Linked DNA regions of Mus musculus: all the other regions are linked to region 5. Evidence: chromatin contacts called from public HiChIP or PLAC-seq and promoter capture Hi-C data. All regions are on one chromosome and are shown on one strand. The core of a region is the stretch at or near the end of the contact, and the rest is flanking DNA. Distances in the headings are between cores, read along the strand shown. Region 1 holds the start of Zfp119b (zinc finger protein 119b). Region 2 holds the start of Dpp9 (dipeptidylpeptidase 9). Region 3 holds the start of Sh3gl1 (SH3-domain GRB2-like 1). Region 4 holds the start of Tnfaip8l1 (tumor necrosis factor, alpha-induced protein 8-like 1). Region 5 holds the start of Mllt1 (myeloid/lymphoid or mixed-lineage leukemia; translocated to, 1). Region 6 holds the start of Ubxn6 (UBX domain protein 6). Region 7 holds the start of Mydgf (myeloid derived growth factor).

The links. Promoter capture Hi-C pulls out the DNA fragments that hold promoters and counts their contacts. HiChIP or PLAC-seq counts read pairs in DNA pulled down with a chosen protein or histone mark.
Region 1: an H3K27ac HiChIP or PLAC-seq map of microglia shows a contact between it and region 5, with 4 times the contacts expected there. The contact joins the promoter of Zfp119b here to the promoter of Mllt1 in region 5. A contact is called at or near these places in 2 of 39 promoter capture datasets (embryonic stem cells and hippocampal neurons) and 1 of 115 datasets of contacts at active chromatin or transcription factors (microglia).
Region 2: a contact with region 5 is called in a promoter capture Hi-C map of pre-B cells, with 4 times the contacts expected there. The contact joins the promoter of Dpp9 here to the promoter of Mllt1 in region 5. A contact is called at or near these places in 3 of 39 promoter capture datasets (cranial neural crest, liver and pre-B cells) and 3 of 115 datasets of contacts at active chromatin or transcription factors (bone marrow-derived macrophages, large pre-B cells and pancreatic cancer cells).
Region 3: a contact with region 5 is called in a promoter capture Hi-C map of pre-B cells, with 4 times the contacts expected there. The contact joins the promoter of Sh3gl1 here to the promoter of Mllt1 in region 5. A contact is called at or near these places in 3 of 39 promoter capture datasets (cranial neural crest, liver and pre-B cells), 1 of 484 Hi-C or Micro-C datasets (liver), 2 of 115 datasets of contacts at active chromatin or transcription factors (astrocytes and pancreatic cancer cells) and 1 of 9 other capture datasets (liver).
Region 4: a contact with region 5 is called in a promoter capture Hi-C map of pre-B cells, with 4 times the contacts expected there. The contact joins the promoter of Tnfaip8l1 here to the promoter of Mllt1 in region 5. A contact is called at or near these places in 4 of 39 promoter capture datasets (cranial neural crest, hematopoietic stem and progenitor cells, liver and 1 more).
Region 6: a contact with region 5 is called in a promoter capture Hi-C map of pre-B cells, with 6 times the contacts expected there. The contact joins the promoter of Ubxn6 here to the promoter of Mllt1 in region 5. A contact is called at or near these places in 5 of 39 promoter capture datasets (the C10 cell line, cranial neural crest, hippocampal neurons and 2 more), 1 of 484 Hi-C or Micro-C datasets (muscle stem cells), 2 of 115 datasets of contacts at active chromatin or transcription factors (astrocytes and large pre-B cells) and 1 of 9 other capture datasets (liver).
Region 7: a promoter capture Hi-C map of pre-B cells shows a contact between it and region 5, with 5 times the contacts expected there. The contact joins the promoter of Mydgf here to the promoter of Mllt1 in region 5. A contact is called at or near these places in 2 of 39 promoter capture datasets (liver and pre-B cells) and 1 of 115 datasets of contacts at active chromatin or transcription factors (memory CD8 T cells).

The regions. Positions count from the first base shown.
Region 1 is chr17:55,943,792-55,946,521 of GRCm38.p6, forward strand. It overlaps Zfp119b (zinc finger protein 119b), which reads right to left and starts at 1,468. Exons shown (of 4, transcript NM_146249.4): 1 at 1,381-1,468. The coding sequence starts at 1,383.
Region 2 is chr17:56,217,382-56,220,146 of GRCm38.p6, forward strand. It overlaps Dpp9 (dipeptidylpeptidase 9), which reads right to left and starts at 1,508. Exons shown (of 21, transcript NM_172624.3): 1 at 1,360-1,508; 2 at 28-80.
Region 3 is chr17:56,035,150-56,038,182 of GRCm38.p6, forward strand. Sh3gl1 (SH3-domain GRB2-like 1) reads right to left here and starts at 1,488. Exons shown (of 10, transcript NM_013664.3): 1 at 1,266-1,488. The coding sequence starts at 1,310.
Region 4 is chr17:56,161,172-56,164,162 of GRCm38.p6, forward strand. Tnfaip8l1 (tumor necrosis factor, alpha-induced protein 8-like 1) reads left to right here and starts at 1,320. Exons shown (of 2, transcript NM_025566.3): 1 at 1,320-1,435.
Region 5 is chr17:56,934,022-56,937,162 of GRCm38.p6, forward strand. Mllt1 (myeloid/lymphoid or mixed-lineage leukemia; translocated to, 1) reads right to left here and starts at 1,367. Exons shown (of 12, transcript NM_022328.2): 1 at 1,242-1,367. The coding sequence starts at 1,253.
Region 6 is chr17:56,073,439-56,076,451 of GRCm38.p6, forward strand. It overlaps Ubxn6 (UBX domain protein 6), which reads right to left and starts at 1,588. Exons shown (of 11, transcript NM_001379361.1): 1 at 1,398-1,588. The coding sequence starts at 1,480.
Region 7 is chr17:56,182,318-56,185,189 of GRCm38.p6, forward strand. It overlaps Mydgf (myeloid derived growth factor), which reads right to left and starts at 1,603. Exons shown (of 6, transcript NM_080837.2): 1 at 1,422-1,603; 2 at 348-398. The coding sequence starts at 1,574. It also overlaps a transcript of Tnfaip8l1 not described here.

The sequences.
Region 1 (2,730 bases), core at 218-2,717, 990 kb before region 5:
TTTCTAAGGAAAAGGCTGTAGCACTTTACATTTAACCTTTGAGAAGATGGAAGATGGCCTCACCTTAGCAGGAAATGACCTAACCTTGAGTAGAAAGCAACTGTGTAGTATGCTGCCATCTTGGCTAGTATGCTAAAATATCACAATGCAGAATTTGAGCTATAAATTCAACAAATGCCCAATAAAAAGTGTCACCATTTTTGATACCAAAGGAAACTGATGAAAATAAGTAACCAAGAATGAAAAAAATAATCAACACACAAAACTGGACATATACTAAACACAGCGATAACCTGACATCAAAACCTCAAACAGCTGCAATAAAGAAAGAAAATATAAACAGCAAGAAAAAAAAATAAGCAGACAGATAGACAAAAGATAGAAAATATTTCTTCCAAATAGGGAAGAGACAACTCCTTTGGCTGGGATACAGGTTTTCTTAATATAACCTTCCTTACCTTGTCTAAGTAGAGATTAAACAATTGGAGGCCTGCAAACTCAGGGGTTTTTTGTTATGTTTTTTCTGTTTGTTGTTGTTCTTTTGTTTGGTTTGGTTTTGGCTTTTTCAAGACAGGGATTCTCTGTGTAGCCCTGGCTGTCCTGGACCTCACTCTGTAGACCAGGCTGGCCTCGAACTCAGAAATCCACCTGCCTCTGCCTCCCAAGTGCTGGGATTAAAGGCGTGCGCCACCACTGCCTGACCAAACTCAGATCTAAGTATGTATCTTTTCTCTGTATTATCCCTTGTTTCCCTCCCCACCCAGTTCTCTCAGGGAACCGGAAAAACCTGCCTGCACAGTACTTCCTGGGAAAGAATAGAGATCAACAGAACATGAGAACAAACTTAGACAGAAAAAAAAAAAAATACACAAGTAAAATAGAGTAAATGTTGATGAAAGAGACCAGGAAACCCAGTGAGCCTGGCCTTACTAACACACGTTACTGGACGGTCAAGGCATCTACAAGTCTGTGTCGATGGCAAACACTTTGCATCTGCACAGAGCTAACTGCGGACGGATCCTACTCCTGAACATCAAGTGCCAAGTGCAGAACTTGTAGAAGACACCGGAGAAACTAGGGTTCTCCATGTCAGCATATCTGCCTTCCCTGGACACAGGAAAAGCAGCTGAGGCGCTCACTGCATGGTGACGTCAGCAACAAGGATGTTTTCACTCCAGGACCCGCGCCCCACACTCTGCGCAGGCGCAGCCCGGGATCGAAGTCAGACGTCGCGCTTCCGCTCCGGAGGTGCAGGGACCTCAGGTGAACAAACGCAATCACGCCGGGCGGCGAGTCTGACCGCCGGTTCCCGCACCCCGGGAGGAACCCAACACAGTCTCCCGCGGCTCCTCCCCGCGTGGGGACGGCGGCCCCGCTCACCATGGCGTGGAGACCGAGCTCGCCCCGCTCTCCTCACAGCTCCCGGCAGCGGGTGGCAGACCAGGACACAGAACCACAAGAGCCTCCCTCAGACCCGAGCCCGAACCTTTAGTATTAGGGAACGGAAGTGCTCTCCCCATTCTGGCTAGCGGATCCATGCGGCCGTGATTGGCTAGTGAGGAATGAGTGACAGCTCCCCTAGACACCGAGGGCTGTGAAGTGTCACAGCACAGTGGTTCCCAGTCCTGGTCTCCGCTCAGGCACAGAACTGTCCCAGACGCGGAGAGACAGGGACATATCGCCACAGAACTTGCGCCTGTTAGCGTACAGGCAGGTCCACAAACCTACTCTCGGGGACCTAGCAGAGACTTCTGTCATCAGATGCCATCATTTGCTGATGCCACCAGGCGCGCCCGGTCTGTTTCAGGATGAATGTATCCACCTAAGCCACCGGAGCTCTCTCCCTACTCAGCAGGCCGTCTCTCTGTTCCCCGTGTGCGCTTCTTTCTCTCTCTGTCTGTCATGTCCACTTCTCTGCCTCTGTCCCTTCCCCAGGACCTCAGTCCCCCAACCCCCACCCCCAATAAAGTTTTTTTACACCAGATGCATGGCGTAATTTCTCAGGACACACTTCGGCTCGATCTGCCAAAGCTACTTCACCTTACTATATAATGTTTCCTAACAGCAGGACTGCAGTCGTCCCTGCTCTGCTGCACCCAGGAGGCTATTTAATCTAGGCACAAGGTCTCTAGCATACACAGATCACTAAACAACCTCAAGTGGAGTGATCCACCTGCCTCACAGCCAAAAGGGCACCCAGACTATCCAGGTCAAATTTAAACCTCCTGGTTGATATTCACCGGGCATCAACCATTTTTTAAAAAGACTCATCTAAATTGCTCACACTTCTCTCAGTTAAACACTGGTAGCCAAAACACACATTCCCAGCCTTTAGTGGTTGCACTGGCTCATCATGCCAGCACTTGGGAAATGGAGTCAGGACATCAAAAGTTTAAGCCTAGTATAAAGAGTAGTTCCAGGACAGCCAGGGAGGGATACACAAAGCAATCCTGTCTCACAAAAAAAAAAAAAGTTTAAACCAGCTTGGTCTATGAACCCAAACACCAACTATTCTGGCCCCCAAAGGGGAGGTGACCAGGGTGAGAACCTGGGAGGAGAAGACAAAAATAGAAAGTTTGGGGTCACTATGTCTTGCATAACATGATGGCTCATGTTAAGCAAGTTTTTTCAGATGATATACAGCTCTGATACACTATAGGTGGAGAATGAGACAGTCAGCAGAAAGATAATTTAGCAATGTTGGCTAGAAGGACACAGGATAGATACCTC
Region 2 (2,765 bases), core at 258-2,757, 720 kb before region 5:
TTGCTGCCCGACCCCAGCACAACTCACCTTCTAAAGGGTCCAAGGAGCTTCCATGGCAGCTGCAGGCGAGGGGCACGGACCTTAGAAGAACAAATGTGGTGTTGTTAAGGTGGGCAGATGGGAAGGGCTGGCAAGAATGAAGGGGTTGGTGAAAATGGGGTCTGGCAAGGATGAAGGGGTTGGCGGAAGATGAGGGGCTGGCAAGGATGGAGTGGTTGGTGTGAACTGGGGAACCAGTGAGGATGAAGGGGCCGGTGAAGATGGAGGGGCCGGTGATGTGTGTGGCTTCTTCTCACTCACTTTCCATGCGGGCGGGAGTCTCCGCCTGTGCCTAACCCTATCTACCTGGTTCGACTCTAACTGAGCCTCCCAGCCCCTCGGGGCTGCCAACATGCCCTGGGTTGTACTTGGAAGAGACGTGTCCCTCAGTGTGCGGTCTCCCTGGGACCCAGCAGGGAACTGGCGACTGTGGTCCACACCTCCTGGGCACCAGTCCCAACTCTTCGAAAGCAGGTTGGTGATTGCCCTGGGGGCTCCCGAGGGAGCCTGGGTAACAGGCAGCAAAAAGGCCGCTGAGGTCAAAGGCTGGGCAAAATCGTGGATGGGGAGGGGATGGATGGGCCTAAGGCCGAGATCCTAAGGGTGGGGCTCAAGATGCAGGGAATGAATGCTGGAAGCTGAGGGGGTTCAAGCTAATCCGGGGAGGAAAGGGATGAGACAGAGGATATGATTTTAGTCTGGGAGGGTATCAAGCTTGGCATGCGACAATGTGGAAACTGAGGCAGAGGATAAGGGCTGAGTGAAGGATCAGGCTTGGGGAGTGACCAGTCTTGGAAGAGTCAGGCTGGTAGGGTCATTTGGAGAGGTTCATGCTGCGGGTTTCAAGCTTTGGGGTATGAAGCTTTAGGATTTCAGGTTTGAGAGGAGGGTCAACCTGGACTATCAGGCCTTGAGGGAACAAGTTGGACGGATCAAGTTTTGGGGATCAGGCTTGAGGGATCAAGCTGGGAGGGGAATCAGGCTTGCGGGGATCCGGCTTTAGAAGATCAAGATGGAAGAGGATGAGGCTTGAGGGGATCAGGTTGGGAAGGATGAGGCCGGGAGGGAGGGTTTGGCAGAGACGAGGCTGGCGGAGGCTGGCGGAGGCTGCGCGGACGCCGGGCTGAGCCGCGCTCTGCGATGAAGCTGGCGGCTGCGTCTCCGCAGCGGTGCGGCAGCAGCTCTTGGGCGCGGCCCGGAACCGGCGAAGCGCGGCGACCAGAGCGGCGGGGACGACGAGGACAGGGCGCGCGGCGCCGAGGCGGGCGGACGGCGCCGGCCGGGGCGGGAGGCGGCGAGCCGGGGCCGGACGCTGCTCACCCGAGCGTGGCGCGGAGGACAAGCTGAGCAGGGCGTCCCCGGGGCCGGCGGCGCCTCACACGCGACGCTCCATGCCCAAGACGAGGGCCCGGAAGTGGCGGGCGCGGGGGGACAGCGAAGGCGGCGGACACCGGGGGGACCCGCCAGCTGCGCCTCCTTTGACCCGGAAGTTGAGCTGCAGAAGCAGAGGCTTTTGATTGGGTAACGTCAGGGCAGAACCAACGTCCGTGAAACTCTAGGGGACAATGCTCAGGAGCGTCTTAGGGCTGAAGGCAAGGCTGGTGGCCCCTTGCTGTCTGGGAGAGGACTGCGGGATGGACACCCCTGCTCCAGTTCTGCTGGCCAGCTCGACCCTGCAGTGACCTATTAAAAATATCTAAGAAAGCTGAGATATTGGTAGAATAGTGGTTAGGAAAGCTGCCTTCCAAAAGGTGGCCCCGGGTTCTAGTCCCAGATTGCTTACGCCGCTCATCCCAGCGCTCGGAAACTCTCCACTTAATCAGGCTAGCTTTGAACTCTAAGATCTGCCTGCTCTGTCTAGATCTCGCCCACACCATGTTTTACTTTGTTTTTTGTTTTTCGAGACGGGGTTTCTCAGTATAGCCCTGGCTGTCCTGGAACTCACTCTGTAGACCAGGCTGGCCTCGAACTCAGAAATCCGCCTGCCTCTGCCACCTGCCTCTGCATTAAAGGTGTGCGCCACCACGCCCGGCTCATGTTTTACTTCTTATCTGTGCATTGTGTCTGAGCCACGCGAGTGTGACAGAAGAGGACAATGGGTTTCTTTCCTTTTAATTTTTTTAAATTTATTATTATATCTAAGTACACCTAAGTACACTGTAGCAGTCTTCAGATTCGAGGGCGTCAGATCTCATTAAAGGTGGTTGTGAGCCACCATGTGGTTGCTGGGATTTGAACTCAGGACCTTCAGAAGAGCAGTCAGTGCTCTTAACCACTGAGCCATCTCTCCAGACCCACAATGGATTTCTTGTAACTGGAGTTAAGGCCACATGAGTGCTGGGACATGGACTCCCCTCCTCGCAGAGCCACCTCTCTCAAGCCTCTAAAGAGCTTTTGTAAATAAAGACACACTCCCCAAAAGTTATCCTAACAGGGTTCCTGCAGAAGGGCATCCATTGTTTGGTGAGTGACATTTAGTGAGCATCCTCCATTGTTGTTGAAGTGTCCCCACTTAGCTTCCTAGCTAGTTAACTTTTTGACCGGAAATCCTGAGAGCTACATTTTTAACATGATGTTGCAACCCTGTTCCCTTTCCAGGAACCCTCCCTGGAGACACCATTTGTTACACAATTACAGGACGTGGCTGAGGGCCTGGCGGCTCTCCTGGTCTTCCCCAGTTCCAGCCATCCTCTTCTCTCTCCTGACCCCTTTCTTTTCACACCCAT
Region 3 (3,033 bases), core at 238-2,737, 900 kb before region 5:
CTTCTGGCCACTGAGGTTTGGTGACAAACATCTGTAACTCAGCACCGGGAGGCAGAGGCGGGAGGATAATGACTATGAGGCCACTCTGGCCTGACTGAGACAGAGATGAGACAACAAGGGTTTTCTCAAGCAGAAACCTGACAGAGCTGAGGGAACAGGCTCACTTGAGCCCAGGAGTTCAAGGCAAATATAAAACCTTCAACACACAAAGGTATCCTGTCATCCCAGCGCCTGAGAGGCAGGAAGATGGAAAATTCTGGGCCAGCCTGGACTACGAGCAAAACTTGGCCTCAAAAAACCCCCCAAAAGTTCCAGAGGGACATTACACTATAGGATGTCTGAAAGGAGCGCCTGCCTGCCTGGGGTAGGGTTCTCAATGTTTATACAACGGAGGCCAGGATGCCCACCCTACAGAACTCCTGAATGTCAACACAACCAGAAAGGAGAATTTCAGTTCAGAGTCATGATCGGATCGATTAAACACTAAACCCAAACCACCAAGTACCTATAGGAATCTATAGTATGGTACAGCCAACAAAAACGTATCTTTCAAAGAAGCATACATATGTTTTAGAAATAGGGACACAAACCTGACACATTTTGTAAACTGCAGAAGCCTGGAAAATTACTTTTCACTGTCTCTTTTCAACTTGCCACAGTGTCTACCAAGAGATTTTTCTTTCATTTTTGAGACAGGGTCTCCTTATGTTACGTAACCCTGGCTGGCCTCAAACTCAGAGATCTGCTTACCTGACTGCCTCAAGTGTGCAGGGATTAATGATGTATAACACCCAGTGAGCGAGAATGTTTGTTTTTGGTTTTTTAGGTTTTTTTTTTTTCAATCCGTCTTACAGACACCGGAGAGGGAAAAGAAGAATGGGACACTGATTATTTTTTAAGCCCTGTGTGGACTTGGTTTTTTTGGATATCAACCTAGACAAACATTTTCTGTGGCCTGAGGCTATGTGGTGAGAGTCTCGGAAGCATAGCCTGGAGACTTTGGGGGGGGGGGGGCTTGCCTTCCATGCTGCGATCCCAGGAATCGAACTTACGTTGTAAAGCCTGGCGGCAAGCCCCTCTCAATGAAGCCCTTTCGCCGGCCCTCCAGAGCTTTCTGAAAGCCGCCTAGACGCGCACACCCGGTGTCCCTCTTCAAAGCACGGGGACCCGGTCTCCCCTTCCCCGCTAGCCCAAGGGAAGCCAGCTCGGCTCGTCTGCGGTCCCCAAAGGCAGGCCCGAGACCAGATCGCCTGGCCTCGCCTCACCTGGCTCGCCTTGTAGAACTGCTTCTTCAGCCCCGCCACCGACATGCCGCCTGCCGCCGTCAGGCCTCCCGCTCGAACTCCGGTTTCCGCCGGCGCCGCCGAACCGACTTCTTTCCTCCGCGCGCAGGTCGGCGCCGCCACCGCCAAATCAGCTTGCCAGCTCTGCGCCCCCGCCCCGAAGCCACCTCGGCCGGCTAGCGCGCACGCGCGGCCGGGATATTACATGGCAACCGCACACTTCCGGTGACGCCCCCATATCGCCTCACCCCACCCTACAACGGCATCTGCGCGCGCTCCGCCTCTCTGCGCGTGCGCGCCCCCTGGAGGACAGAAAGAGCATTGCCGGGGGAGGAACGGCGGAAACCCTCCCACACCAACGAGATGAGGGGGCGCCTAGAGAGGCCAGAAATCTGTGTACGTGCGCGTGTACGCATGATGCAGCTCCCTCTAGAGTCCAGGAGTAGATATAAAGCCAAAAGTCAGTTTTAATTAATTAATATTTTATTTGTGCGTGGAGAAAGCGGAGCGGAATTTGCCAGCGAGAGTGTAATAAAGACAAAGCGAGGTAAAATGGAATATCTTAGGGGCTAGAGGAACGGTTGGTTCTCCAGGTAAAAGTGCTTGCTGCCCTGGCTGACATCGGGAGTTCAGTTCCTCGCATCCACATCAGGCTGCTTGCTCATAGCTAGCTGTCTGTAACTCCAGCTCCGGGTCACAGCCCTTTCCTGGCCTCCTTCAACTGCTCTCAAGTACACCGGGTCACATATATACCCATAACTTAAAAATTAATATGAGGTATGCCAGTGGTGATGCATGTACGCCTTTAATCCCGGCAGAGGCCCAAATGCTAACACGCCACCAGCCTTCTCTCTGGGGTCCTTCCTTCAGTGTCTCCCTTCTAATAAATCGCTGAGGATACAACTAGAAAAGAGAGTCCTTTATTTCCTTCTTCATAACTTTATTTCAGAGCAGATATTGCATAACCCAGGCTAAGCCTCAAACTTACTGTATAACCAAGGATGACCTTGAACTCCTGTCCAAGCTCCTCCACGTCCCAAGTGCTAAATCACAGGTGTGCACCAATGAGCCCCACTAGAAACATATTTTCAAAATAGTTCGCTCAGACTGTAGCTATCTCCTATTTCGAGTTCCATTGGTTCATTCCTGTCATGTACCAGCTATAGGACATCATTGCTTTTTTGCGCATTAGCCCTGCAGTGAGCTTCCTCTCATCATTAAGACAGAAAGAGGACTCTAATTGAATGATATCTGTGATGGCTTGTATATGCTCAGACCAGGGAGTGGCACTATTAGAAGTTGTGCCCCTGCTGGAGTAGGTGTGTCACTGTGGGTGTGAGCTTTAAGACCCTCATCCTAGCTGCCTGGAAGCCAGTATTCTGCTAGCAGCCCTCAGATGAAGATGTAGAACTCTCAGCTCCACCTTCACCATGTCTGCCTGGATATTGCTATGTTCCCGCCTGGATGATAATGAACTGAATCTCTGAACCTGTAAGCCAGTCCCAATTAAACATTGTTTTTTTTTTTTTAGATTTATTTTATTATTATATCTAAGTACACTGTAGCTGTCTTCAGACACACCAGAAGAGGGCATCAGATCTTATTAAGGATGGTTGTGAGCTACCATGTGGTTGCTGGGATTTGAACTCATGACCTTTGGAAGAGCAATCAGTGCTCTTACCCGCTGAGCCATCTCTCCAGCCCCCTAAACGTTGTTCTTATAAGAGTTGCCTTGGTCATGATGTCTGTT
Region 4 (2,991 bases), core at 70-2,569, 770 kb before region 5:
TGGGGAATTCTAGGCAGAGGCTCCACCCTGTCCACGACCCAGCCTCTCACCACGGGACTCTAGGCAAGTGGGAGGGGTAGGCTCTAGCCCTGAACCCACACAGCTGGGTTTGATCCCCACTTTATCACACCTATGATATCTGTGGGTTCCTCAGACTCTAAGTGCTCAAAAATCAGAAGCCCCCAAACCTGCTTCAGTGACACCTGCTTCCCCCCACACACCTCAAAAACACACTAATTGCCCTGGCTCATACTGGGGTATGAAAAACCTAGAGCTGTGGTCTCTGTCTTTGATACTGAGCTCTGTCTAGGGTCCTGTGTGGCTGTCACAAGGGTGAGCTCCTGGTACAGAGCAGATAGAGGCCATGTTCAGCACCCGGCAGAGCTGGGATGGCTACTGAACTTGTAAGTTCCTGGCCCAGAGCACAGACAATCTGAAATCAGGAAAGCCACTTGGGTCTGTGCTGCTCTAGGCAAGTCACTTAAGGTTTCTCTGGGTCTCAATTTCTATCTCTCAAAAGCCTGGATTTAGTTTTGTGTGTTAAGGCTCATGCAAGGAAGGTTAGAATGCAGTCAGCAAACACCTGAGGGGGCTTTCTGAAGAGGGAAGATGGCAGATGAGGCTTTTCCAAGTGTCCTTGCTGTGACAGGGCCATCCAGGCACAGGAAGTGCAGACCCGTGGTTGAGTTGGGGTGGAGTTTGGAGTAAGGTGGGGGTGTTGGGGATGGGTTGGGGGTGGTGGGAGTGTGGGAATCACTCCCAGACTGATTTTCCAGGTCTCACAGCTGCCCCCTGGGAGGTAGCTGGCCCTGTCTGGCCTCTGTCAGGGAGGTCATCACAGTGCCTCCCCCCTTACTCCAGAGACACCAACTGAAAGAGAGTCTCCGCAGTACTCAGGAACCCCAAAATTGTTGCAAGGCAAATGTTGGGGTGCATTTGTCATGGGAGTCCCAGGTGACACTCTAACTACCTAGTGGGTAAACTGAGACCCGCTCAGAGGGATGCAGGTGTCTCGCGGAGGCGCCTCTCTTCGCTTTGGCCTCTCAGATCTCTGTCGCGCGGTGCACGTATACCCCATTTTTCTCTGTCTCAGTCTCCTTCCTCTTCCTTCCAACACTTTCCCGCCACGGCATCCCTTGCGCTGGGCACCCAGCGCCGGCGCTATTCCGGAGGAATCTCCCGGCCGCAGACCACGCCCTCGCCCACGCCCGCGTCATGCCTCCCACCTCCTGGCAGAGGCTTGCTGCCATTGGCTCCTTCGTACACTGCCTGTGCGCTACCATTTGCTGAGCCAGTGAGCGTTTAGAGGGGGCGAGCCCTTTCTCGGGGGCGTGGCCTCCTAGCCAGCGGCCGGGCTCAGATCCAGCGGCCAATGCCTCTGGCCCCACAGAGGCACCTACAGAAAACTGAAGGCTTGACACATCCCGAGGAGCAGGTGAGCGATGGGGTCCTGCATTGGCTATCCTGGGTTCTTTCCGTCCCCTCCTATCCCCACACCGTCCTCTGTATATCCCGCCTCAGTTTCCTCTGTATACCTATTACTGACTGTGGGAGCATGGGTGTTGTGAGCAGGTTGCTGTGGGCTACTGTAATAGTCCTAACACATGTCCTCAAGAGGACACTTGATGGACTTGGCTCTGTACAAGTGTGCAGCCTGACTCCAGAATGGTCTAGGTATTCTCTGAGGTAGCCAGCTGGACCCCACTGTGGCTCTGGCTGGTGCAGGGTTACCCTGACTGGGACTGGCACTTCAAGCTTCCCATTGCCCGAGGGCTTGAACTCAGTTTTACCATCTGGGAACTGGGACAGTGGCTGTCACATAATTGGCAGGTGACCTGATCCAGGTCTGCAGCCTCCTGGCTCTTTCAGTGTTGGTTTGGAGGATAAACTGGGGTCCAGAATATGGGCTGCGGATGGCCAGAGAGATGGAGACACTGTCTCCAGAACCATATTCTGGTTTGTCACCTTTGTGAGCAGCGGGGCTGGAGAGGGACAGGGTGGAACACTAAACTGGAAACAGGCCTCTGGGTCACTTCCCGAGCTCCAGGCTGTGACGCCTCTGAACACCTTGCCTTGGGGTTAGGACACAGCTCAGACAAACCTGACTCACTTGAACAAGTAACTTAATTATAAGCCTCAGTTTCCCTGTCTGACTTGGGACAGTTGTTTCGTGACTCCCTGAGGCTTCTTGGGGGTGCTTAAACAGACAAAAGAGAGGCTGAGCCAGGGTGGGCTACACACCGAGGCTGTCTCTAAAACAAAAGGGACCCTAGGGTGTAGCCCAGTGCGTAGAGTGCTCACCTAGTAAGCAAGAGGCCTTGGGTTCCGGCCCAAACACAACATATACCAGGACATTTACCCATTTACCCAGTGCTTAGAATAGAGGCAGGTGGATGCCTGTAAGTTTGAGGCCAGGTCTACAAAGTGAGTTCCAGGCTAGCCATAACTATGTATAGAGATCCTGTAACAAACAACAGCCAACAGAGAAAGAGAGAGAGAGAGAGAGAGAGAGAGAGAGAGAGAGAGAGAGAGAGAGAGAGAGAACAGGAATGTAGGCTTTGAGTGCCAAACTTCCTGTTTTTCTGTCCTGGGACCTCAAAGTGGCCGCCTCTTCTCCACATGGAATGTCCTTGCACTTGAGACCTTTGTGCGTGCTGAGCCCTCTACAACCCTGGCAGATCAACACAGGCAGCGACAACTTTAAAACATAATAAGTTCATGATCTGGGCCGCACCTAGGATGTGGGTGACTGGGAGGGATGAGGGCGGGGCCATGGGGACTGTACAATGTAACAGAACAAAGAGAGTCATCACAGAACACCTGCCCTGGGCCTTCCCACACATGGTGAGCCAGACTTGGGCCAGGGCTGCTAGTTCCGTAATGGGTGAGTGGTGGATCCTGAGGGTATGAAGAGACATAGAGACTTGTCCCTCAGTTTACTCTCTCAGCCCTAGGCAAGCTAGGACTCACCTCACAAAAATCTGATTCCGT
Region 5 (3,141 bases), core at 117-2,616:
ACATGAGGGGAAGAGGTAGAGGAGGCAGGCTACCCAAGAGGCTGGGAAAAGTGAACTGAAGTGAGTGTCTTAGATGGAGAGAGGGTGTGGCTGGGCAGAGAGCATTCAAAACAGACCTGAAGCTAGCACCTGGTTGGGGGGGGGGTATTCCCTGGAGTTTGGGGAGATTTGGGGTCATGGGCCCAGGAAGAAGGAATCTTCCAAAAAAAGATTGAGGCTCAGGCCCTATTTGGGGTGGTGTAGCATCTAAGAGGATATGTAGGGGGGGCATCCTAAAGTTACTAGCCCTGTCTGTGGGGACTCTGTGTAGACTCTCCACAGAGTCTGATTCATGCTAGGGACCACAGGGGCTGGAAGACCCACTTAAGTTCTGAGACATGTTTCCAAAGATTCTGGGCCATACAAGGATGCCAGGAGCTGTGGGGTGTACTGGAGTTCTGAAGGGAGTCTGGCTAGATTTGGATTCATAAGGGACGTGAGTTCCCGGCTAGACTGGGTGGCTTTGTAATCCCAATGGGTTCCATTCTCTACTGGGATTCTAAATGATTTCCCAGGGGATGTGGGGCCAGGACGGGATCCCCATGGTGCTGTGAGTGGCTATAGGATTCCAAAAGTCTTCCTGGAGAGCTGTGGACCAGGCGGGAGATCCCCAGGGTGCTAAGGTAGTACCAAGGCTCTAAGGGGAATCCCAAAGGGTTCCAGGCTGTGATGATGCCCAGGGCGCTAAATCCCTGGGATCCTGATAAACACTTCAGGAGTCTGTGTGTAAACTGGATTCCTAAGGGGCGCCTCCGGGGACTCTGGAATGAGATGGAGTTCCTAAGGTGTTGAAGCCCTGAGCTCCTGTATGATGCCCAGGGGGTACTCCGGGATTCTAAGGGGTGTCTCACGGGGCTCTGAGCCAGGCTGAGTCCCTCAAGATGCCGCGGCGGTGTGGATACACTACGCTGGCAGAGAATTCCCCAGTGTGGAGTGGGTGGCACTGGGGTGCTGAGTTAGATCCCAAAGGGTTCTGCACCAGACCTGGGGTCGCGATGGGGGAGGGGTACGTGGGTCACAGTGGAGGAGGGGCATCCCGAGATGGCGATGGGGGAAGGACGCCCCGGGGTCGCAGTGGCTGGAGAAGGGCCCATCCGGGTGGGCGCGCGCAAACTCGGTGCCCACGGGGCGGTGTGCGCGCAGGGCCGGCCACAACGCCGCGCAGGGCAGCGGGAGGCCAGTCCCGGGCGGAGGCTTCTTACCTGATTGTCCATGACTGGCGCCCGCCCCGCCCCCGGGCCCGCGTCGCTCTCGCTGCCGCCGCTCAGCAACGCCCCGCCGCTCTCATTGTCTGTCGGGGGCCGCACCGCCGCCGCCGCCGTTCCGGGCCGCCCGCCCGCCCGCCAGCCGCGCTGAACCGGAAACCGCCGCCAGCCCGGGCGGCTCAGCGACCGCGGGCCCCCAGCCGCCGACTCGGGCCCGGCCTCGCCGATGGACAAGCCTCCGAGCCTGTCAGAAGGCCAGAGACCCGCGCGTGGGGCGGGACTTCCGGGCTGGTGGGGGCCCGCCGGGCGACAGTCAGAACGACGAAGCCGTCAGCCAATAGAAAGCCGGCGCCGCAGGGGGGCGGGCGGAGGGAGTGAAGGAGGCGCGAGGCGAGCTCTGCTGAGCGGCGCGAGGTGTGCGCCGCACGTGGAGGGGTTGGGCCAGGCCGTGGCGCGGTGCCTGCGCACTGCGCCCCGGGAGCGGCTCTAGAGGGGACGTCCCTAAAAAGGCCCTAAGAGTTTAAGTTCGAGCCCTGCGGAGGGAGGGAGCGCTGGCGATGTTCGGTGCTCCTGCGTGACAGCGCCGGTGGTTAGTTTACCGGTCTGGATCCTGTAAAGCCAGCGGGTTCAGCCCACTTCTCCTTGCAAAGGCTAGGGTTGTGCATCTGTAAAAAACCAGCCTGTGACTTCAGTGACCTCTTCTGGCCTTCTCAAGCACTGCACACAGGTGCTAGCGCTCGCACACAGACACGCACCATTTAAAATGTAAGCTTTTAAAAAACAAAAACAAACAAAAAAACTTGTCGGAGGTGGTTCTTCTTTCTGTGGTTGTTACAGTGCACATCTGAAACGGAGCCATTCTAAATGATCAGCGGTCTCATTCATTCAACGCAGGGAAAGGAACGGTAGTCAGTAGTCAACCGTAGACTGTGGATACTGACAACTGGGGATTGAACTCAGGGCTCCCGCCATTGAACTACACCCACAGCTCTGTTTTCACTTTTTTACTTGAAGGCCAAGGCTGGGGCATAATTGGTAGAGCACTCTGCTAGAACGATGAAGCCCTGGGTTCTAGCCTCAAGACTCTATAAGCCAAGTGCAGAGATACATGTCTATCATCCTAGAACTTGGATATAAAAGGCAATACAAATTTTTGCTAACCTGAATAAAAGACACACACACAATCCAGGTATTTTATTTACAAACCGTAAGTCTAGGTTGTGCAGCTATTCTAGTTTGGAACTAGTTTGGAGCTATTCTAACTTACATCCCTGCCCATGTGTCCCTTGTGACGTGCTGTTTTTCCTGGCCACATGCTTATGGTCCATCTCCTCTCGTGGCGGCCTCCTCCAGTTTCCCTGTCTTTCTTAGTCTCCTTTCTCTACCTGCAACCTCCAGCCAGGTAACTGAAAACCTGCCTACCTCTATCTATTGCCCAGTCACAGGCTTTAGCCTTTTATTGACTAATTGACTTGGGAGGCTAGGTTACATACGTAGCATCACTTGGGGTATGTGAGGATCTCCTCCTTGGGGGCAACTAGACCTTGGGATACAGAATTTAGCACCTAAATACAAGCAGTACCAGACCAAGCCCCTACACTTGGAGGTGGAGGCAGTAAGACTGTGACCTCAAGATAGTGGTGAGAAAGCCCTCCCTTGTTCATGGAGTAAAGGTGCTATGCCACCAGTGGTTTAACTAGCCCTAACGATGACTGAGGCTCACTCATCGTTCAGAAAGACTAGATCAGGTAAACGGATGTAACTGAGGAGAGGCCCCCGACGGTCTGGTTCTGAAGAGAGCTGGCAGGGAACGGTTTCTGCATAATGTCTTGTAGAGATAAGCCAAGGACCTGGATCTTGTCCTCCAGAACCCAAATTAAAGTGGAGAGAATGGACT
Region 6 (3,013 bases), core at 338-2,837, 860 kb before region 5:
ATCTAATTGAGTGGCAGACAGTGACGAATCAGAAAAATTTGACAGAATGAGTCAGGGATAGATTACACCCAACTCTGAGAACAGTCAGGAAAGAGAGGACTCAAAAGGCAGCACAGAGAGAGAGAGTTGAAAGCAGTTCAGCCTGCCAGTGCAGTTCAGAGGCAGGTTGCAGCGAGAGAATGAGAAGGAACCAGAAGATTAGAAGAGACTGCCAGACTTAGTTTGAGTCCAAGCAGAGCACTTCAGTGAGAAATTGAGAGAAGCCAAATTGAATTAGTCAGCTTGGTTAATTAGATTGTACAGATGCTAGAAGCTTCCTGGGATAGTTGTTAGAACATGGATAATGCTCTGAGCTCAGCCCAAGCAGTGTGTTGTGTTCACAGAGCATGGTTGCAGCTCTCATCACTTCATCTGAGGAAATAAAAGTGACATTTACTTTTATAGATCACACACAGATCACGGACACTGGACCATCCCCTCCAACTTCTGGCCTGAGGATCCTTTGAACCTCCATGTTCCTCTCATCATTGAAACTGCCCCACTATTTGTAGCTGTACCCTGGTGTGTTTACCTCCCTTCTAGCCCTGGCTTGCAGGCCCCTCCTTCTCCTCACATTCAGCCCCAGTCGCTGGTTGTCATTTTCCTCCACATATACTTCCTGCAGACTACTCCCTGGTAGCCTGTAGCTGTCTCCAATCTCTACTTCACCCCTTCTGAGCAGCTCCAACATGCCTTACCTCCCTCTCCAGAACACAAAGTTCTCCGGAAAGAACTCCAGGAAAGTACTCCTGGAAGACCCGGAGTTGCCAAGGCCCCCACAGAGATCCCATCTTCACCTGTCACCCCAACCACTCAACAACATTCTGGGTCTGGGCCTCTCTGGTTTCCACACTCCTCCAAGATCCTTCTATAATCCTCTCTCACTCCCCAACCCCTCCCAGATTACCACACAACCTACAAAGAAGTCTTAACATCTCTCACAGACCTTCTTCCCACACCTTCTCTTAGGTCCTTCCTACCCACATTTCGCCAAGGCCACACCTTTAGGCGGCTCTTCTCTTAGCTAAATTCTGGGCATTGCCCCGTCCCTTCTCACCACCCAGAACCAAGAGTCTCTAAGCAGTGACCAACGCGCCCTGGCCACGACCGCCCACGCCTACCCTTAGCGCCCCGCCCACCCGTGCTACACCACACAACTGCCCTCCCTTCTGCCCCGCCCACCACTGCTACAACGCCCCGCCCTCATTGTAGGCTCCGCCCCTGCCTTACAATCTTCCACACCCCACCCACCAATCTACTCCTGCTAAGCATAGCCTAGAAAGACCCTGACACCCAACCGCCGGCCCTTTTTGCCCCCTGGCCCTCGCCCTCTCCGTCGCCCAACCAGCGTCACATACCCTGCGGAATCCGTAAGCTTCTGGCCGGGCCCCGCGCTCTTGAACTTGATGTCAGCCTTGATTTCCTGGAAGAACTTCTTCATGGCGGCAGCGGCCCGGCGGCTTGGGCCGCAGGGCGGAGGGCGCAGGGCCCGGGTGGATGAGGAGCAGGCGGCCAACCACCGGAAAGAAAATATCGCGGCGACGGAAGTCCCGCCTGGTTCACGTGACAATCGCCTTGCAGCACCTCGCGCGGGCGGGGCGCCATCTTCCTGTCTGCGGACGCCGTTGCCGGGGCGACAGGCTCGCCTCCCTTAAGACCGCAGCAGCCACCAGGGGAGCTTAAAGAGAGCATCCAAACAGCGAGCAGCCTAGAAGAGTACCCAGAGCTACTGGAACCAGGGTGGATGTCAGGAGTTCAAGGCCAGTCCATACTACAGAGAAAATGAGTATGAATGTACTGTGCATGAGCCTGAAATCTGCTCTGGGAGAGACAAGCTAGAAGGAGCCGACAGAGAGATTGGTACAGGCAAGGTCAAAGCAGAGACCGCAGTTGGTACAGGGCTTGCTCAACATGTGCAAAGCTGAGTTTAATCTCCTCCAACACTTCCATCTCGTGTGGTGTGTACACACAACAAAAAGTTGGATGCTCTGGACTCAGGCTTTTTAGAACACTACTGTTCATGTGAAAAACAGCCATCATCTAGATCAGAATCACTGTGACTGTGCAAGAGACCCCCAAAATCATATACTTCACTGTTAATGGTCACTCATTAGAAAGAAGGGGGGAAGTGGGTCATTGGACACAAACTTGAGATTCCAGGAGCTCTTCTGCACCCCCTGTCTGTGTGCATGTAATTCTACCCTAATGCGCATGGCATTGTGGTCTTTGGATCATGTAACTGAAGTGCCTATGGGCAAGCTTTCGTCTGTGTTGGTGTGAAATTTGTCAGAGATAAAGCAGCTTTGTGGGCTACCCAGGCTGTTAATAATTTTATTAGTTTTGCCAACCATTAGATCCAAAAATGCACAAAGCTGAAGGATGGGACACCCTGGTGATTTCAAGGAAACAAGCCCCATGGCTGGAGGAGAGCAATGGAGGCATTTGATGAGAACTGTGGAAGACAGGTTTCCAAGAGCTACAGTGAAGAGAGGAGTGGAGCACCTTAAAGAAGGCAGCCAGGATGTGGGCTGGAGAGATGGCTCAGCGGATAAGATCTTCTAGAGGTCCTGAGTTCAATTCCCAGCAACCACATGATGACTCCCAATCATCTATAATGGGATGCAGTGCCCTCTTCTGGTTTGTCTGAAGGGAGCAACAGTGTACTCACATACAAATAATTTTTTTTAAGATTTGTTTATTTATTTATTTATTTATTTATTTATTTATTTATTTATTATATGTATGTACACTGTAGCTGTCTTCAGACACTCCAGAAGAGGGCATCAGATTTTTGTTAGGGATGATTGTGAGCCACCATGTGGTTGCTGGGATTTGAACTCAGGACCTTTGGAAGAGCAGTCAGTGCTCTTAACCGTTGAGCCATCTCACCAGCCCCAACAAACCTTTTTGTTGTTGTTGTTGTTGTTTTGAGAGACAGGGTTTCTCTGGATAGCCCTGGCTGTCCTGGAACTCA
Region 7 (2,872 bases), core at 353-2,852, 750 kb before region 5:
TGCATGTCCAAGGTTCTGGATACACCAGTATTTCCACTGAATGAACTAACTTGTGTGTGGGACAGGCAGCTAACCTCATAACAGTTCACCTCGATGCCCTGGGTGCTGCTGAGGTATCGGCCCTCTTGCCAGCTTACGGGCTGCCCTGAGGACTGTCCCAGGCTCTGGTGGCTCACTGATTACACATAGACTAAGAGTCAGGGATCAGCACTGTGGGCTGCTGATTCCATTAGGCGGAAGCCAAGGCAACTAGAAGTCCTTCAGGCTCAAGGGACTGGGACTTTAGAGCCTCGGGAGTCTGGCCACTTTCCCTTGACACCAGTCGTGTGACACCCTGAGGAACTTACCTCGTTGGTCCCTCCTTGGGAAGCGTAGGTGAATGTACATGTAAACTTGTTCTGTAGAAGGAGAAATAAAAGGAGGCTGAAGAGCAAAGATCTCAATACTCAGAACCAAGACCCTAGCATACTGGGCATGGTCCTGTATGCACATCATCTCTGGTATCCAGGAGGCTGACGCAGAACTGGGAACTGGGACATAAGCTAGCCTGGGTGACTTAGCAAGGTGCTGTCCCGATGTAAAACAGATCAAAAAGGACTGAGATATACATCAGCCCCTGCCCAGAAGGTCAAGGGTTGAGCCTGTCCAGAATCCAGCAGTGAGGGGTTGGGAGGGTGACTCAGGGGTGGAGTCCCACCTAGAATCCCCTAATGAGGAGCTAGGGATGTGGCTCAGGGGTGGAGCCCCTGCCTAGGGCGGGGCAGAACCCTGGCTCTGCCGATGTGAGACTCTAGGTTCCATCCCTCAGTACACCCTCCAGAGGCCACCAGATCTCTCTCCTCTCAGGAGCTCAGAACTTTGCTCAAATCACTGTGATTTCCTAGGAAGGTCAAATGGCCTTCAGCAATCATCCCTAGAACATCACCTATGAGGTCAGTACTCGGGGCTCCTGTTAGATACAAGCTTGTACTGCTTCCTGCCCACAACACAAACCTGCCAGAAAGCACAGGACTATAGTAATGGTCTCAAGAAATGGTCACTAGGGACACCGCTGTCCCAGAAGCCAAGCTGGGGCGGGCAGAGGCTAGGCTGACTGCTGGCTCGCTGAAAGGAGAGGTGATGGACTCGTGTAAGGCTTGGGGGGTGCTCCCGCTCTAGTCCGGGTTCAGTGAGTAACCCACGTGCGACCTGTATAGCCAGTCCCCTAGATCCGCTGCTCTTATCAACCAGTATTCCCTTTTCTACAATGAGATGGGCAAGGGGAAGTCGCCTTGCAGGTAGGGAGTGACTGACAGAAGACAGACGAGGCAGCCAGGTCCCTTCTTCAGGTAACCCTGCCTCTGCCACTCCACCCGGTCTCCAGGACCACCTGATCGGAAGTCCATAGGCATCGATTCCCGGGCAGGAGGCTTAGCACGTACCCCGGGTCCTACGTCCTGGGAGAACGAATGCACGACCCCTCCGGGCCTCACGTCAAATGGCACGGTGGTGGGCTCGGACACAGCGGCGGCCAATTTCAGCGCTGCGGCCGCCAGGACCACCGCAGTCCAGAAGCCTCCGCTGGGGGCTGCCATCTTGCTTCCGGGGCAATGCGCAGGCGCTCGCGAACGTGGAGTGACACGCGCGGGACACGTCAGCGCCGAACGGTGACAACGTCGCCCCGCCCGATTTGGCTGCCATGGTGGGGCGGGACTCGACTTGGCACGTGATGCACTACAGCGCCTCTGATTGACGCTCGCGGATGCCTGGAGGGCGACTTCGTCTTGGCGCTTGTTTGGGTTGGAGTTTGCAGGTAACTTTTGCCTCCCCCCCGGATATTTTTATATCTCACTTAAATGGGCTCCCGGACTCACTTCAGGACAACATGGGGGTTGACAGTGTTTAATTTTGTTAGATTATCCATTTGTTAATAAATATGGTTTATTTCACTTTTATTTGTCCTATTTTTTTGGTTTTGACGAGACAAGGTCCTGGAAATCTCTCCAGGCTAGCCGGGAACTCAGAGATCTGCCTGACTCTGCCACCTGAGTGCTGAGATTAAGGCGTAGGCCTCCACCACCACCTGTTGATTGTTTTTTGTTTTGTAACATATTTTACATATATGTGTGTGTGTGTGTGTGTGTGTGTGTGTGTGTGTGTGTGTGTGTGTGTGTGTATTAAGGTTTGTTTTTTGTGTTTTTTTTGGTGGGGGGTCTCTGTAGCCCTGGCTGTCCTGGAACTCACTCTGTAGACTAGGTTGGCCTCAAACTCAGAAATCCACCTCCCTCTGCCTCCCAAGTGCTGGGATTAAAGGTGTGCGACACCACTTCCCGGCATATTTTTCAAAAATATTTTATTGTGAGGGCTGCGGTGATGGCTCAGCAATTAAGAGCACTGGCTGTTCTATAGAGGACCAAGATTTGAAGCCCAGCACCCACATGGTGCTTTACAACTTTAACTCCATTTCCAAGAGATCCGATGTCTTCTTCTGGCCTCTGCAGGTACCAGGTATGCATGTGGTACACAGACAGACATGAAAATAATATAATAATAGCAATACTTTAAAAGTGAATTCTTCCGGTTTTGCAGCTTCCTATAGGTCACAGGTGTTGCTATGCTGTTACCGGACCTAGAGCATGCCTGGCCAGCCCTCTGCTGCTGAATAATTTTCCCATCTTTCCACTGGCCAGCGAGATGGAATAGTGAGTAAAGGGCTTGCAGCCATGACTTCAGCCCTGGTCACTAGATGGTGGTAGAACTGACTCCTAAAAGCTGTTCTCACTACATGTGAATTGGGGCAAGCAGCCTTGCACAACAGAAAATAAGTATCTTAAAATTAGACTCTACGGCTAAGTGATCCTCTATCTAGTTACAAGTACCTCATTTCCTCTCA